Linked DNA regions of Astyanax mexicanus: region 1 is linked to region 2. The links are chromatin contacts, called in public Hi-C maps. All regions are on one chromosome and are shown on one strand. Each heading gives the region's core, a stretch centred on a gene start, on an enhancer-like site or on the middle of the called end of the contact. The rest is flanking DNA. Distances are from core to core; before and after follow the strand shown.

What was found. A called contact is a pair of places that touch in the nucleus more often than the background predicts.
Region 1: a Hi-C map of muscle shows a contact between it and region 2, with 5 times the contacts expected there. The contact joins the enhancer-like site here to the promoter of midn in region 2. A contact is called at or near these places in 2 of 3 Hi-C or Micro-C datasets (both in muscle).

The regions. Positions count from the first base shown.
Region 1 is chr16:13,606,350-13,611,580 of AstMex3_surface, forward strand. No RefSeq gene overlaps it. Among protein-coding and RNA genes, the nearest start is that of midn, 34 kb to the left of the region's middle. Within about 2 kb of position 3,357, the one cell type or tissue checked has an H3K27ac peak away from gene starts, as active enhancers do.
Region 2 is chr16:13,572,864-13,577,541 of AstMex3_surface, forward strand. It overlaps midn (midnolin), which reads left to right and starts at 1,771. Exons shown (of 8, transcript XM_007252620.4): 1 at 1,771-2,005; 2 at 4,240-4,468. The coding sequence starts at 1,933.

The sequences.
Region 1 (5,231 bases), core at 2,107-4,606, 35 kb after region 2:
GGCTGGCTTCACATGTATCGGAGGAAGCATTATCCATACACTACTGTACCCTCAGCAGCCATGCCTTTGTAATGTGTGCAGCATGTGGTTTTGAATTGTCTTATTAAAAAATGCATGGATTACATCTTAATTTAAGCATATGTTGCTTAAAGATCTCAATGCACTTTCTGTATTAATGCTTCCGTCACAAAAAGCCCAGAAATACTAATTTATCTGACCACAAATCGTTTTCCACTATGTAATGGCTCATCCCAGATGCCATGGAGCCTCTGAAATGTCAACACCATTTCTGGACATGGTTAACATATGTATACATATAAAAAAGGACCAAACTAGTTCTAAAGTAGTGGAATGTGTTGGTCTCCGTCAGTCTGTTGGTTCCCAGTGCTGTTAAATAAGAAGAATGGGAATCTGTTCAAAATGTCACATGGCTCTTATTTATGCAGCTGCTTTAACTGAATGAACCTCTAATGCCATTTCTCTCTCTCCCTCTCTTTCTCTCTCTCTCTCACTCTTTCATTCTCTGTGGTCTCTCGACTTGCTGTTCCAGCTGTCTGACCACATCACTGTGAGCTTCCCTGTTGCTGTGAACTGAAAAAGGAAGCCATGGGATCTGCGAGCAGGTCTCCTAATGCTGGAGGAGCTCCAGAAAGACCCCCAAGAGACTGGGCTGATATGCAAATGGCTTCATGCTCTTGATGCGTATGACGGTGCAGTTTCGTCCACCCACACTACAGTTCCCGCAACAAGTGAATAGCTGCCTGCCTGCGCAATTAGCTGTTCGCCTTGTTTTGGAGACATTTATAGAGTGCTCTTCCCTGGTGAATGTGGTCACCTCATCTGTGGTAAAGGGGTCATCACACGCACATGCTTGAGCACATGCTACTGACCTTTAGCAAGAGCAGCAGGAGCAGCAAGAGCAGCAGCAACAGCGTTTCATCATCCCTTCCCCTCACAGGCTCTCACCCACAAGCCACAAGCTCACCCCAGAAATTAATAATCCTCGCCTTTGCCCCCGCGCCCTCATCGCGTCTCATTTACCGATCATGACAACAAGCCCTAACCTGTTGCTTGCTGCGCCTCAAACCGAGCCTCAGCCGCAGTCAGCGGTCCAGACATGCAGTCTAATTAGGAGCTGTCCAACTTAATTGTGTTTCTGAGGGGCTGCTCCTCGAGGAGTGTGGGGGTGCTGGAGAGGCCTGCTGTAGAAATGATTGGGGCTTCTGAAAGGCCAGGCCATTGTTTTAGCTCCTTGCCCAGCAGGTGAAAGTGCAGCTGGCTGATTTGCGTCTCCACGAAGGGCAGCGCCGCTGATGGTTCAAAGAAGCCGCAGCTAAACGCCGGATCGTTCGGGGTCGCCGCCTCGCAAATGTCAGGAACAGGCTTTCGTGAAAAATGGAAGGCCAGCCCCCATCTCAAACCAGCAGCTTCAAGCTCACAGCCTTCCTGAACTCACTGTCACACTCCAACCAGAGATCCAGAGAAAAAGTCTTCAGTGCGTTTCTTTCCAATTCAGAGATGGCCACTTGAGTTAGTGACTCTAGTATGAGATGTACTTGAGTCACATAAAAAATAGACCAGATTTGATGACTCCTGACTTAACTCAGACTTGTCCAAAAGAGCATGTGAACTGTAAGCGTCTTTCTATAATCCATGCACGTTTGGTGGACAAGACAAAAAGCTGCTGTTTTTCGTTGATTTGGGACACAGCCCCTGTGTATCATATAGTGCATCAAAACAGCTGGCTAGTGCAAGTGTAGTATCAGTAAAGATAAATGTTGCCAATAGAATAAGATTAGAATGTGATGTTATTCGCGATAACACATGACCCTGAGTGTTCTATTGCTTTTATAACAGTTTTTTTTTTTACAAAATGACTAAAGAAAATAAAAGACACTCAAAAAATGTATAACGGACTGTGCCTTCCGCTAAAAAGTAGTTCCACAACAAGTGAACTGTAACAGAACTGTAGCTACAAAACTGCGTATGGTGTATACGTTAGCTTGATATTAAAATTGGGGGTTAAGTGGGTTAGTAAAATGTTAGGACCGTAAAATAATGCTGAACATCTCCTCTCCTGCCCCGTGGAGTCGTCTTCATGTGAAAGCAGTGCGTTTGTGAGCATTTCTTCTTGTTTTGCTGGGTGGTGTTGGTTAGCTAGCCGGCTGGACTGTGGTTAGGTTAGCGTAGCTTGCTTTAGTTTAGGATTAGCTTAGCTTAGCGTAGCCTGGCTGGTTACCGTTCCGGCTATCAGACTGCGGCCGAGGTGACTGATGGAGCCAGCACTGCGGGCCATGAGCGAGCGTGCCTTGGCTGAGCGCTAGCCTGTGCTAAGCTAATGCTACTGCTGGTGCTGGTGGAGGCGATGATTCAAAACCTTCCTGTGTATATATGGCCGTGCTGTTTATCACAAATATCAGCACGGTTAGAACACTTCTCAACCAATTAGATTGTAAGGTCGGAACTAACTGCTGTATAACGGGGTGTAAAGCTCCAATGTAGTCTGTAGTCTACACTTACCATAGATGCTTTGTGCATACTATAATTACTTGAGACTTGACTAGGACTCTAGCCTAAATACTACTGACTTGATCTGGACTTATAAAGACCTATAAAGACTCAAGACTTGACTTCTTGACTAGGACTGTAGTCTAAAGACTCGTGACCTGACCTGGACTCTAGTTTAAAGACTCATCACTTGACTTGGACTCCAGAAAAAAGACCTGTGACTAGACTTGGATTCTAGCCTAATAAGTACTGACTTGACCTGGACTTTAACCTATAAAAACTTGTGACTTGACTTCTAGACTTGGATTCTAGTCTAAAATCTCAAAACTTGAACTCAACTGTAGCGTAAAGTCTTGTGACTTGATTTGAACTTTATGATTCAAAGAAACATCCTTATTTTAACTGCCTGGACAGGTTTGTATACTTCTCCGGACCTAAATTTACCACCATTGACATTAAAAACCTTCTGAGGATCTGGTATGAATCCAGTTTGAACTTAGTAAGGATGCTCAGAGCTGCCACAGAGGCTTTTCGGGCAGTTGGAACAAACTCTTGAGCAGATACAGTATTTTATCTTTGTGAATTCACTTTGCAACAATTGACCGAGACACCTCCTGCAGATCTGGTATAGATCCAGTTGCTAGCTTGACAGGATGTTCAGCGAGAACAAGGGTGATCGGTTGGGTCTGTGATTCCCAAGATAAGCTGTGGTTAGGCCACATTTGCAATTTGCATTACAGTTCTGAGGTCTGATTAAGTGGAAAACTCAGAGAAACCCACACAAACGAAACAGATCACTCCGCGAGGAGCTCTCTGTCCCTCAGCACCTCCACCGGTGAAGTGAAAACCGGTCTGAGAAGGAGACGAGCGATGAGATAATCTCTCAGTGAAGATGGCAGGCTCGAGTTGCAGCAGATAAATTCGATTACTGGTACCCCCCTCCATGTACACACTCACACCAGCAGCTCCAGTGCAGAATAAAAGGTGTAAGAGATTAGTTGTGAGCTGTAGCAGAGGGGGAGGGGAGAGGAGGGAGGGAAGGAGGGGGGTTGGGGGGGTTTCCCTCGAGACATAAAAGCTGTGATTATCTGAAATGAGTTAAAAGTGCCAAGTAGATGTGAGGGTAAGGCAGGAAACTGCGTGAGAAGACCCAAAAAAAAAAACACTGTTATCTCTGCATGTGACCCGTCTCGAGATCGCCGTAGTCGTAGATGTTGTCAACAAAGTTAAAGAACAGCAGGTAAAACCCAACAATGAGTTTATTATGCTCAGTCAGGTTATTTCCCATAAAATAAATACATATCAGAGCAAAATATACATCTGATCTTTTAAACATACGCCCCAAAAACTCCCCACATTTAAACCCAAAAACCAAAAAACAAAGTCTGAAGGAAATACCCAGATCTGCACATGCCGAGTTTGTGGCTTTCAATTAAAAACACTGAAAAATTACATAAACACATTATTATTTTTTATTACAATAGTAGTATTACTGATAATTGTTGTCTTTTGTATTATGTTTTTAAGTACAGGTCATGTATGTACGTTAAATTGTCAGTGCTTTTTTTCTTTTGTTAAGATTTAATTATAGTTTCTTCACGTATATATATATATATATATATATATATATATATATATATATATATATATATATATATATATAGCTTGTTGCGTCCTAGTTCATATACACTGGGCCCAGAGCAGCACTGAAGATTTTCTGAAACTTAGGTTCACATTCTCATCACAGCACTTGCTGTCGACTAAGACATTCTGACCTTCCTAATTCCTGAAAAAGGTTCCAACTTCCTCAAAAGTCTGGCGTCATTGTGACACAGTCAAAAAGAGAGCAAAGTTCATAAAGTTTAATTACTAAATAAACAGTAATATATATATACATAACATATACAAATAATATATGTATATATTAATGTACAAAACTATTAAAAATAAGATGTGAGTCTTGGTCCTCCCAAGTTTTCTTCCTCTTCCTGATCTGTGGGAGCTTTTTTATACCTCTAAATAGTTGAGTAATGTTTAGAAATATCCAATTTTATGTAAAAGAGATTTCAAACAACGTATGGGTTTACAGTGTAGTACGAAAAATAAGGTAACTCTTGACAAGTTCAGCACAGCTGTTAACTGAAGGTCATTCTAGTTAACTACCTTATGAAGCTGCCTGATAAAATCCAGCCAAGATGTGCAAAACTGCCATCTAAACAAGAGGTGCTACTTTGAAGAATCTAAAATATAAAACATATTTTGGTTTGTTTAACAGTTTTGTTGTTTACTACAAAATCCATATGTTTTTCCTCATAGTTTGAATGCCTTTAGTATTAATCTACACTGTAGAAAATATAAAAAAAACACAGAATTTTAAAGTGAGTCCACACTTTTGACTAGTTCTGTACAAAGTAAAACAAAATGAAGCCTAAAATCAAAAATGTGTGCGGGCGTTGCCGTCCATTCAGTGGCGCAGCTGACCTCCAGAACGCCCAGCTCCTTGTATGGTGTCGTCGTCCACAGAGCTGCAGGCCGGCTGAGGAACACATGCAGAAGAAAAGTGAATGAACACAGGAAACCTCTCACTGGCAGGAAGTGGGGCCGCTGCTATGGTAACACACCGAAAGCAGGAGCCCTGGTGGAGCTGCTGAGAATCTCTCTCTCTCTCTCTCTCTCTCTCTCTCTCTTGACGTCATTTCGCGCTCTGAGAGACGGAGTGAGAG
Region 2 (4,678 bases), core at 521-3,020:
CACTATGAGCTGTGGTTTTGTCTGAACTCGTTTTTAGTGAAAACGATATAAATTTCTACTGACGTTGTAACAGTTGAGCTCCGCGTCGTTTGCGCTGTGACGTCACCGGGGTACGTAAAAGTAAGTAACCAGGCTCGTGTTTACCGTCCTGTTCTTTGCGTATCCTGGCAACGTGTTTTGCTGCGCTGGTTGCTTAGCGTCTCCCCCCTCCCATCCCGGCCCTCACAGATGTGTCGTCATAGCTGGCCACGCCTCCAACCTCCCAAAGGCGTCCCTTCTTTTACAAGGCGACGTGTTTAAGGTGGAATTGGCAAAAAGCACAACATTAAGAGAAGCTAACGTGAATGTGTAGTTATAACATTATAAATATTTAATGTATTTTTCTGTATGTTTGTATATGTGGTGTATAGAAATATAGACACCAGTGTGCAAAAATATAGACACCCAGGGACAGTATATATATATATATATATATATATATATTTATTTACAGCCCACTTTTAAACTGACACTGTTCCCATCTAGGCAAACAGCATATGTGCATTTGCAGTGTACAACCCAGACGGGGCCAGGCTATCACTGAGCCTGATGGGGTCAATCCGGGACATCCATTTGTGGGACCAACATGAGAAATCGATCCGTTACATATGCATATTTATATGTATATAAAGTGCCAGTCAAGATAGAATATTCTTATTAATATTTGTTCAGTTTGTATTATTTACTACATTGTAGAATAATATTGAAGATTTAAAAACGACAAAAGAACACATAGACAATTGGTCAAGTAAAGTAGTTTTATTGCCAATGCTGCATATGTACAGGACATACAGAGAATTGAAATTAAGTTACTCTCCTTCCCAATTTTACAGCAAGTACAGATAATAGATATAATAAAAGAAAGAATGGGAGACACTATGTGTACAATACAGCAGGGACACAAATAGACATACATGAGACAGAAACAAGGTGCAGTAGTGTGGGGGAGAAATAGATATATAAATATAAGCAAAAAGAAATAAGATATATAATCTAAAAGAGTGGGAGACACTATATGTACAATACAACAAGACACAATAAACATACGTAAGACGGAAGACAATAGTGCAATATTGATGGTGATTGAGATGGAATGACAGTATAAATGGAACCCATATAACAGTAGTGGAAGTAGAAAAAAGTGGGTAGTAGAAAAAACTTGCCTTCACAAACACCTGACATAGTCAAGGAAAAGCAGTTAACAGCTGCTCAGCACCTCTAGGAACACCTTTAGGACAGTTGGAGAACCATTCCAGGTTCTACTATAAAAAGCAGAGAAGAGAATAATGCCAAGAGTTGGCATCAATGCAACAGGTGTTTTTTTGAAGACATATGGCTTGTTAAACCATTTTTTGTTCACTTCATAATTGCATATGCATTTTTCACAATTTTGATGTTGTCAATATTAATCTTCCATTTAGAAAACCAAAAATAAAAAAAAAACATTAAATGAGAAGTTGTGTGTCTAAACGTTTGAATATTACTGTATATAAATGTGTATGAGTGTGTGTGTATGAGTCTCTGTGTGTTTGTGTGACCTGATTTGATTTAATAACTCAAAGCCTTAAGTCATTGTAAATACAGGCTAATACAGTCATTGTGTATCGTCTATTTGAACTCTCCACCTTAACACTCAGTCACACCGCAGCAGCTAACGCCGACACTCCACCCACTCCCCACCCACCCGGCCGGAGCTGCATTACCTCCAGCTTCAGCGTTAAGCTCGGCTAAATCACTGAGAGTCGAACCGGCTCTCAGAACGGCTGGTAAAAAGGAGTCGACCCAGCTCCCTCAGCAGCAGTCTGGCTCTGGTTCTGAGAGGCTGTGGACTATAACGTGGATCGCTGCTTTGGATCATTGCTGGTTGTTCTAGAGCAGATTTCTACTCAGTACATGCCAAAACTGGGGAATTTTGAGGATTGTGGAACTTTATCGCGGAACTTTGAGATTTTCGCCACTATTATTGGTATGTATCATGACGTTAACGTTACTTGATTTAGATACCGGGATATACATTTCAACTAGTTACTAGCTAAGTTATACTATTATATGAGCCTAGAATTTAGAACTGTTTTCTTTTTTGCTGAAGTCAATATCAAATTGATGTCCAAAATGTAAAAATCCAGCGTAACCAGAACTAGAATATTTAAGTTAACCTACTTTATCGACCTGAAATTGCCACAGACGTGATTAGACCTTATTAAAAATGCCATAACGTTAAATATCATAGCTAAGCTACATTTCATAGCTAACTAACTAAATACATTGAAGGTAATTTAAATAGCTAACGCTAGCTAAAACAGGTTAGGTTATCTGCTAGCTATGTTATCTAGATTAACTAGTTAACGTTAGCTATTAAGCTAGCCAACCGTGCTAACGCTTCTTTATTTGAGCCAGTTAACTAACCGGTACGCTAGTGAGCTAATTTGAACTGTTTATCCTTATTAACTAAAGCTAGCTAGCACAGTTAGCTAACTACTGCTGTGGTATTGTGTTGTGGTTTCCTTCCCATGTGTAACGTTATTGTTATAAATGAGCTAGTGTTAGCTAACTACGTTAAATTAACTGTTAAATAGTAATTTGACCCTTTTCTATGTAACGTTAACGTTATATAATTTACCACCGTTGCTAACTAACTAGCTGTTAACCAGCTAAATGTTAATCTCGACAGTTTGTAGTTATATCTAGCTTATCTGGCTTTCTGTTCAGGCACTGTCATATGCTATACTAGCTTGTGTTTTTGGCTAAGGATAGCCCATGCAACCTAAGTTACTTATGAACACCTGATCACTCTTTATTTAGAGATGACGACGAAATTGGTCTTTAAACGTTGTTTATAATGTTTTCTGCTTGACAGAACGTCAGAAAACGATGCACTGGCTATATAAACTGGGTTTATGACAGCTTTAGTAACAGCACATGCCTGTGTTCACCACTAGTGGGCGGTGTAGTATCTGTTTTAACCCCTACGAAAAAAAAGCAGCCATGCAATATAATTTACTGTTTTGCTTCCATTAATCAATTGATCAATCCATCGATACATCAGTCCGTTTTCTCAGTACATTAAAGGTGACCCTTATTGTGGCTTAGTGTAGCTGAGCATTTGCAATGAACAGGGGTTGAAAAAATATATAAATATTTATTGCATGTATGGCTGCTGTGTAAATGCTGCATGGGTTCTGTATGTAATTCTGTATGAATAATGTATAAGCCCCCTTAATGGATGTCTATATGAATTTTGTCTTGTATAGAAGCTCTATGGATGCTGTTAAATACTACGTGGAATTCTGTACGCACTCCTGTATAGGTGCTTCATGGATTTCTGATATGCTAGCTATATGTTAGTGGTCGCAGCAGTGCACAACCCGTTGATGAGGCCCTTTTGTTATGGTAGCAGTTCTGCATTATGAATGGTCTTAGGACAGTAGAGGGCGGGTCAGTGCCTGTGTCGAAGCCGCTCACGCCCCTCCCACTCTGACGCGATTCGTCCTCCATGAGGGTAAAAGACTCGCTTCAAATCGGAGGGGGAAGGTGGTGTGGGCGGGGCATATCCTCCACGTGGGTGTCCACGTCTCTTTCCGATTGGCCTAAAGTACCGACGTCTTCGACTGGTTCTGACCTGATTGGTCGGCGGGGCAGGAGGGTGTGGGTGGAGTCGTAACGCGCTGGCGGTGTGTTGTAAAGTGGGGGCGGGTTAAAGAAGCTCATTCTGATGCTGTAGGATCGGAGAGCTGCGCGCTGGCTGGAGGAGCACGGGGTCTGGCCGGGTGTGAAGCTTGCGCTCTTCTTGCTCTCTGTCTGGCGAATCGAAAGCGAGCAGCGTTGTAAAGGACAGTCCGGTGCGCGCGATGTGCGGTTTGTTTGTCTGCGCCGGGTGCGCGCGTTCATCGTGTTTATAGGCATAATACAAATACGAGCTTTGTTTGATCGACGTGGATCGTCTGTTTTTGGACGCTCGGAAAGGGAACAGGGATTGATTTGCGTGCTCCTGGTGATTCCTGGGAATGCTGCCCTAGCTATCTAACTCGCTCTTGGCTTTCTGGTCCCACTGGAGCGGCGGAACGGAGCATTAACGCACGGTGTTATCAGAAAAGCACCGTCCCTGGTAGCTACCCAGCATATACAAACGGACTTGCTTTCTCTCCCTCTTTCTTATCCTCTCTCTTTCTCTCGCCTCGCCTCCCCCCGTTACACGCGCAGGCTACCGAATGGAGCAGCAGCCAAGCGCACGGAGCTGCCCGAGCCGCGGAGCCCCGTCCTGCGAGGCCGTCCCGGGAGAGCCTCCCATCAGCCTGCAAATCCAGTCCACCACGGGAACGCGCTTCGAGCTCTCCCTGCCGGCCGAGGAGACTGTGGAGGGGCTGAAAAGAAGACTGTCCCAGAGACTGAAGGTCCCCAAAGAGAGACTAGCTCTGCTGCACAAAGAGACGTGAGTATATACGTTCAGCTACGTAGTTGTGCATGTCTTCTCTCTCTCTTCTTTTTTCTGTTCTATTTTCCACCCCCTGCTGTTTTAAAGGTAAATAGGTCAGGGAAGGAACCTTCTGGCATGTTAATACAGGGGCCATGTTTAGCCTTTAAGCTCTCTGAGGCTGTCCAACCATTATTTACTGCATGCATCCAATAGAACAAAGCACTG